Regions from separate parts of the Sus scrofa genome. Here region 2 is linked to region 1. Evidence: chromatin contacts called from public HiChIP or PLAC-seq data. All regions are on one chromosome and are shown on one strand. Each heading gives the region's core, a stretch centred on a gene start, on an enhancer-like site or on the middle of the called end of the contact. The rest is flanking DNA. Distances are from core to core; before and after follow the strand shown.

Region 1 (3,671 bases), core at 12-2,511:
AATTAGCCTGTCCCCTTTCTAAAGACTTTGGGAATCCAAAGTATTTTAGAATATTTTTCTTCCTATCCTATCAGCTGGTTAGCATGTCAACCTAACTGTGTCCCCAGATAGGCCACTCCATTTGAAAGTGGAAGGAAGAAGAGGAGCAGGTTTCTTTGTATCAGAAATAAAAGCCTTCCACAGTACCTCTTGTCACAGACACTGTCCTTTTTTTTTTTTTTTTTTTTTTTTTTTTTTTTTTGTCTTTTTGCCTTTTCTAGGGCCACTCCCTCAGCATATGGAGATTCCCAGGCTAGGGGTCTAATCGGAGCTGTAACTGCCAGCCTACTCCAGAGCCACAGCAACGTGGGATCCGAGCCGCGTCTGCAACCTACACCACAGCTCACGGCAACGCCAGATCCTTAACCCACTGAGCAAGGCCAGGGATCGAACCCACAACCTCATGGTTTCTAGTCTGATTTGTTAACTACTGAGCCACAACAGGAACTCCCAGACACTGTCCTTTTGCCTTACAATCCCACTGTACTTTAGGCTGCATGCAAAGGAAAATAGAGCAGAAGTGAGAATGTCCACAGAGAAACTGAAAGGAAATCAGCAGTTTTTCTGGCCCCTGGTTGGGCCTGCCACACCCCCTATAGTCCCCTAATAGTACATCTCAAAAAGGCCTGGGTCTGTTTCCATGAGCCTTGACTACTTTGCATAGCCTCTTCCAAAGGAATTCATCACTTTGCTGTTACAGGCCAATAATCTCAAGAGGAGGCTCTACTTGTCTTTTAGATTGTATGTGTCTTCAGCACAGCGTTAAGGCTACGTGGCCCTCAGATCTACTCAGCACTGTGTCATAACCTCTGTGGGAAAAGAATCTGACAACAAATATATATGCATATGTATAACTGATTCCCTTTATTGTACACCTGAAACTAACACAACATTGTAAGTCAACTATACAATAAAATTTTTAAAAAAAGAAGAAGAATGAGTCCTTTTGTGGTGTTTCAACTTGACTGCATTCCGGCCATGGAATATAGAGGAGATCTTCTGTTCCAGTCTTCCTGCTTACAGCTGAGGAACTTGGAATCCAAGATTATTATATCATCAGAGACTTGAAAAACACAACCTAAGGAGTCTAATACAGTTGTCTTTTCTCTTTTCCAAGCCCCCCCCAACCCAGTTCATTTTTTATCAGATAGGCTCAAGTCCACTTTCACATTCCTTTCATAAAGACTCCAAAATAGCAGACTCTTTCTTCCGGTAGCTTTAAAAATGTCAATTTCACAAACCACAGGCTACTCCTAATTCTGGTTTCAGTTTCTTTCCAAGCTATCTACAGCTTTCCTTAATCCCGACCATCACTTTTATTTGGTTGAGCCGGAGCCTTTAAAAGGTGGCCAACTCCAGATCCACCTTTTTTTTCTCCCTTGGAATGGATCCTGTCTTGTGAAAAGAGAAAAAGACCCTCAGACACAGGAAGCAGTAGCAATGGCAGACCTCATGGTTGCTCTTTTGGAGACTGCAGAGAAGGCAGCAAGGCGAGAAAGGAAGAGAAAAGTGAGGTTAATGCTGGGAACCATTCAAAGAAATGGATACTCCTATATTCCTGATAAGAATAGAGCCAAAGAGGAGTTCCCGTCGTGGCTTAGTGGAAACGAATCCAACTAGGAACCATGAGGTTGCAGGTTTGATCCCTGGCCTCGCTCAGTGAGATAAGGATCTAGTGTTGCTGTGAGCTGTGGTGTAGGTCACAGATGCAGCTCAGATGTGGTGTTGTTGTGGCTGTGGCATAGGCTGGCAGCTATAACTCCAATTCGACCCCTAGTCTGAGAACTTTGATGTGCTGCAGGTGCGGCCCTAAAAGGACCAAAAAAAAAAAAAAAAAGGAATAGAGCCAAAGAGAGGAAAAAATTTAAATGAAAATTCATCCACATAATGCAATATTAATCAGCCAATAAAATTATGGCTATGAAAATTTATAACAACACAGAATACTTCCTGCAAAAAAGTAATAATGAAAAATGAATATGCGCAATTACTTAGATTCCTTATTCCATGATGACAGCTCTTTAGGAGAAGCTGTGCCTGAGTCAGAAGACCCGGAGGAAGTGGGAGAATACGATACGTTTGTGTTTGTGAAGTCATATGACGGATACGGTTTTGCTTCTCTCTTTGCTAGCTTATAGATCCTATGAAATTTAAAGAAAATAGCCTTCTCCATTTTGAATAAAAACAGGGAAACCTAAGATGAATTGTGCTACTGAGCATCAGATGAATTAGCCCTACAGAGACAAACAGGAAGAAGGAGAACAGGAGAGAGAGAGAAAAAAAAGACTTATGGACATCAGTAAGTCTCCTGCTGGGGAATGCTTTAAAAACTGAAGTAGAGAAGTGAGTGGAAAACAAAAGACCCAGGATGCACAGAATGACAGAACCATGACACAGGGAAGCCCAGAGAGAGCCATCATGTTACTTGAGGAAAATTGGCTTCACCTGCCAGCAGCTCGCTCTGACTAGCTCGGTGGTCACCTGCAAAACTCAACATGCAGCACAGGTCTGGGGAGAGAAATCACAGCATCAACGCCAGTGAGAAAGGAGGTTTAATATCTGAAATCCAATAAGAGAAACAATTTTTATATCTTTAAGGGTCTCCTGAGGCCGGAAATGCAGTAGTCCATAGAAGTTTAGAAAGCCCATGCGTACTGAGTTTTATGAAGAAATACCATTTTTTTGTTTTTTGGTTTTTTTTTTTTTTTTTTTTTTTTTTTGCTTTTCTGTTGTTCTTGCTTGTAGACGAGAAGAATGTCAATGGGACTTTTGAACAGTAAACGTGGAGGGGAAAATAACACACTTCCATAAATCAGTGAAAGTATGTTTTCTGAATCTTCATATCTAAGTTAAGCCATATTAATTGTCACAGTAATCCAGCTTGAATAAAACAATGGGTATTTTGATCCTGCAGAATTTCCAGAGGAGCGTTTAGGATTGGTCCCCAGGCAGATAGCATTTAAAGATTTACTCTATTTCTTCAACACTAATGCATTTTTTTCCTTCAGATTTTCACTGTAGTGATTATCATTTGCAACCAATGTGTCTGTTTAATTTTTGTTGGTTTCCTTTGAAACTCTAAGCTGATGTCTTGTTTTGTGACTGATGACATCTTAGAAGAGAAGCAAGAGCAGGCATTTGATGCAGCCGTTCATCCCTCGTAGGAATGTACATATTCATAGGTGCTCACTGGCACCCTGATGAGCCTACCCAAGTAAGCTGCTTATCTTGAGACTTTTTAGATGTAAAACCTAGGGATGTTGGAAACCATCTGCTGAGTATATAGATGCCCACTGATGCCCATTGTTGCTTCTGTCTCCGTTTTCATTTGCAATCTGTCCTAGTGGGTTGTCATCCCAATCTGACTTTAAGGGGCCAGGGGCTCGAGAACTTAACTTTTCCACCTTTGGGGTTCAGGGCATCTTTGCATTTGGCCTTGGTGGTCTCAATTGTCCTGAACTCAGAGCCATCCTTCCTCTTTCTGAGAAGCATCTCAGACAAACAGGTCCCTTTTGGTCTACAGCTGCCTTTCAGCTCCACACCCTCGCTGGTATTTTCTGTAATTACACAATTGTTTTTCTAACCCTGGTAAAATAATGGGGGTTTTGTTTGGCTCACGGTGCTTCCTATTA
Region 2 (3,391 bases), core at 82-2,581, 290 kb after region 1:
AGAGTTGTACAACTATCACCAAAATCAATGACAGCATTTTCATCACCCCTTACAACAAAACAAAACAAAACACCCATTAGCCATTACTCTTTATTTCCCTCCAAACCCCCAGCCTTGGACAACTACTCATCTGCTTTCTGTCCATAGAGATCTGCCTGTCCTGGATGTTTCATATAAATGGAATCATACAACACATAGTCTATTTTTTATTTTTATTTTTGGCCGTGCCTGCAGCATGCAGAAGTTCCTAGGCAAACTGGTGCCACAGGAGTGACCTAAGCCACAGCAGTGACAACACCAGGTCCTTAACTTTTAGGACTGGCTGCTTTCACCCAGCAGACTGCTCTTGAAGTTCATCCACACCGTATGCAGCATGTTGCCGAGCGGTCTGATGATGATTCCAAATCTTCTTATGATGAAAAGGAAGCTGTTTTTAAGAGTAAAGTTGTTTTTCAAGAATGAAGTTATCGTTTTGCTATAAAAGTGAGTATGTGAGTCAGGAGGGATCATCCATATCTGTCATTGCTGAAAGCACTGAGCAGCTCAGCTAGTGAAGGGCCCTACTCGGGGCTGATCAGTAAGAACAGGTGGACAGGCGACCATGGAGAGCGCGCGCTTTGGATTCTGAACACACAGAGTTTGTGACATCGACCCGAGAGTGGTCTGGGCAAGGCTACCTGCTGCTGATCTAAAGAGCTTTCTGATGACCCTGGGGCGTTAGCTCCTGCGGTAGTCAAGGTGACTCTTTTACCAACAGTGCCAAAAGCCAGGCAGCAGCTCCACGAAGATGATGCTGTCCATCAACACTGGCTCCTTAGTTCCCTAGCAACCGGGGATGTCCCACTGCTGCCCTCGGTTGGTCAAGCGGTCTCTCCCAAGAGCCAACTCATAGAAAGGTACACCTCAGCTACATGTGGACTTTATTCCCTTCGTCTTCCCTTGCTTGGAATGACAGTGCAATTAATCTATTACTGCTTTGGAGTACGTAACATCTTTATTAGTTTATGAAGAGATATCCTGTATCCTACATGCTACTGGCTTGTGAAAGTATTCTAATTCCCACAGTGAACCTGTGTGAAATATTGGCAAGGAATCTGAAAAAGAATGGATACGTGTGTGTGTGTGTGTGTGTGTGTGTGTGTGTGTGTGTGTGTGTGTGTGTGTGTATAACTGAGTCACTTTGCTGTACACCTGAAACTAACTTAACATTGTCAACCAACTATACTACAATAAAAGTTAAAATTAAAAAAATAAAATATTGCCAAAGACAATCTCAAGCTCTGGGCATAATTTGCTTGAAAATGAAACACAGAGTGTATTAGTTCCTCATTTCTGTCTATTGCCAAATCCTATTTCATCATGTAGATGCACCACTGTTTATCTGTCTATCTATCACTTGATGAATACTTGGGTTGTTTCTACTTTCTGGCTGTTGTGAATAGCGCTTCTGTGAACATTCCTGTGCAGGTCTTTAGGTAGAGACAGAGGTTTTCATTTCTCTAATTTATATAGCTAGGAGCAGAATTTTCTGGGTCACATGGTAACTTCATGTTTAATTTTTTGAAGACCTGACAAATGTGTTTCAAATCAGCTATATCATTTCAAATTTCCACTACCAGTATGGAAGATTTCCAATTTCTCCACATCCTCACCCATATTTGTTATTATCTGCCTTTTTGATTAGAGTCGTCCTACCGGGAGACTCTCATCACAGTTTAGATCTGCATTTCCCCACTAGCTCATGATATTAAACATTTTTTCGTATGCTTATAGCCACCGGTATATTTTCTTTGAAGAAATGTCTAATCCAGAACATTTGCCCATTTTAATTTGACTGTCTTTTTTTCTGTTTTTCAGACATAGGCTTGGCATATCAAAGTTCCTGGGCCAGGGATCAAATCCAAGTCAGAGCCACAACCTATGCCACAGCTGGGGCAATGCCGGATCCTTAACCCAGAGCGTCAGGCTAGGGATCAAATCAGAACCTCCACAGAGACAAGTCAGACTGTTAACCCACTGTGCCAGAGCAGGAACTACTTATTAGGTGATGAGTTCTTTCTATATTCTGAATACAAGTTCCTTTTCAGACGTACCATTTGCAAGTATCTTCTTCCATTCTGTGGATTGTCTTTTCACTTTGCTAATGGCATTCCTAGCGTATGTGTTCTTTTTATTTTTTTTGGCTGCACCTGCAGCACACAAATGTTCCTGGGCCAGGGATTGAACCTGAGTCACAGCAGTGACAATGCCTGATCCTTAACCCACTCTGCCACTAGGAAACTCCAGCATGTATGTTCTTAAAATTCTCCCTCTTAACTAAAATAATCAAAGTAACCTTTCGGTGAACTGAAGGAAGAAAAATGAAGCACACATCCACCTAACTATTGATAATAAAAGCAGTAAAAGGCTAGTTAGGGAGTTCCCATCATGGCGTAGTGGAAGCAAATCCGACTATGAACCATGAGGTTGCTGGTTCAATCCCTGGCCTCACTGAGTGAGTTAAGGATCCAGTGTTGCCGTGAGCTGTGGTGCAGGTCACATATGCAGCTCAGATATGGCATTGCTGTGGCTCTGGTGTAGGCTGGAGCTGCAGCAATTCGACCCCTAGCCTGAGAACCCCCATATGCTCCAAGTGCAGCCCTAAAAAAGGAAAAAAAAAAAAAAAAAAAAAGGCTAGTTGGAAACCAAACCCAGCCTTCTCTTCTCCACTTCAGTCTCAGTAATAAATTCCCCAACTACAACAATAGCACAGGGATGTCTGGAAACAAAAGACAGCAGTTTCCCTGCCTCAGCACTTCCCAGCTTCCCTTGCAGCTAGGTTCCTGAAAGCTCCATTCAGGCCAATGGTATATGAGTGAAAGCGGTGTGTGCTTCCTCTGAGAAGTGCTCTAGCAACAAGAGACGATGTTGTGTACCAGATGGGAGCCTGCGTCCTGGACCTACATGACAAGGAAAGTAAACCATGCGCAAGAAGCAGCAGTGCTGACACCGAGAAGCACAGCAACCCTGATCTGACCACCTCTAGGCTTCTCAACAAAGAGAAAAAAAATAATAACTTTTTTTTTTTCAGGGCGTTCCCGTCATGGGGCAGCAGAAACGAATCCAACTAGGAACCATGAGGTTGCAGGTTCAATCCCTGGCCTCGCTCAGTGGGTTAAGGATCTGGTATTTCCATGAGCTGTGGTGTAGGTCCCAGATGCAGCTTAAATCTGGCATTGCTGTGGCTGTGGTGTAGGCCGGTGGCTACAGCTCCAGTTAGAACCCTCGCCTGGGAAACTCCCATATGCCACAGATGTGGCTCTGAAAGGACAAAAGACAGTAGTAATAATAATAATAATAATAATAACCCTTTAAATGGTTTAAGCCATCTTGTTTTGAGTTTTTCTGTTAC

The links. HiChIP or PLAC-seq counts read pairs in DNA pulled down with a chosen protein or histone mark.
Region 2: a contact with region 1 is called in an H3K27ac HiChIP or PLAC-seq map of alveolar macrophages. The contact joins two enhancer-like sites. A contact is called at or near these places in 1 of 47 Hi-C or Micro-C datasets (embryonic fibroblasts) and 1 of 2 datasets of contacts at active chromatin or transcription factors (alveolar macrophages).

The regions. Positions count from the first base shown.
Region 1 is chr8:80,570,005-80,573,675 of Sscrofa11.1, forward strand. All of the region lies in intron 4 of NR3C2 (mineralocorticoid receptor), which reads left to right. Among named protein-coding and RNA genes, the nearest start is that of NR3C2, 270 kb to the left of the region's middle. Within about 2 kb of position 1,262, at least 10 of the 83 cell types and tissues checked have an H3K27ac peak or open chromatin away from gene starts, as enhancers often do. A contact at or near this core is called in alveolar macrophages, where this site is marked.
Region 2 is chr8:80,860,805-80,864,195 of Sscrofa11.1, forward strand. The region is part of intron 10 of ARHGAP10 (rho GTPase-activating protein 10); the gene reads right to left. Among named protein-coding and RNA genes, the nearest start is that of ARHGAP10, 160 kb to the right of the region's middle. Within about 2 kb of position 1,332, at least 1 of the 83 cell types and tissues checked has an H3K27ac peak or open chromatin away from gene starts, as enhancers often do. A contact at or near this core is called in alveolar macrophages, where this site is marked.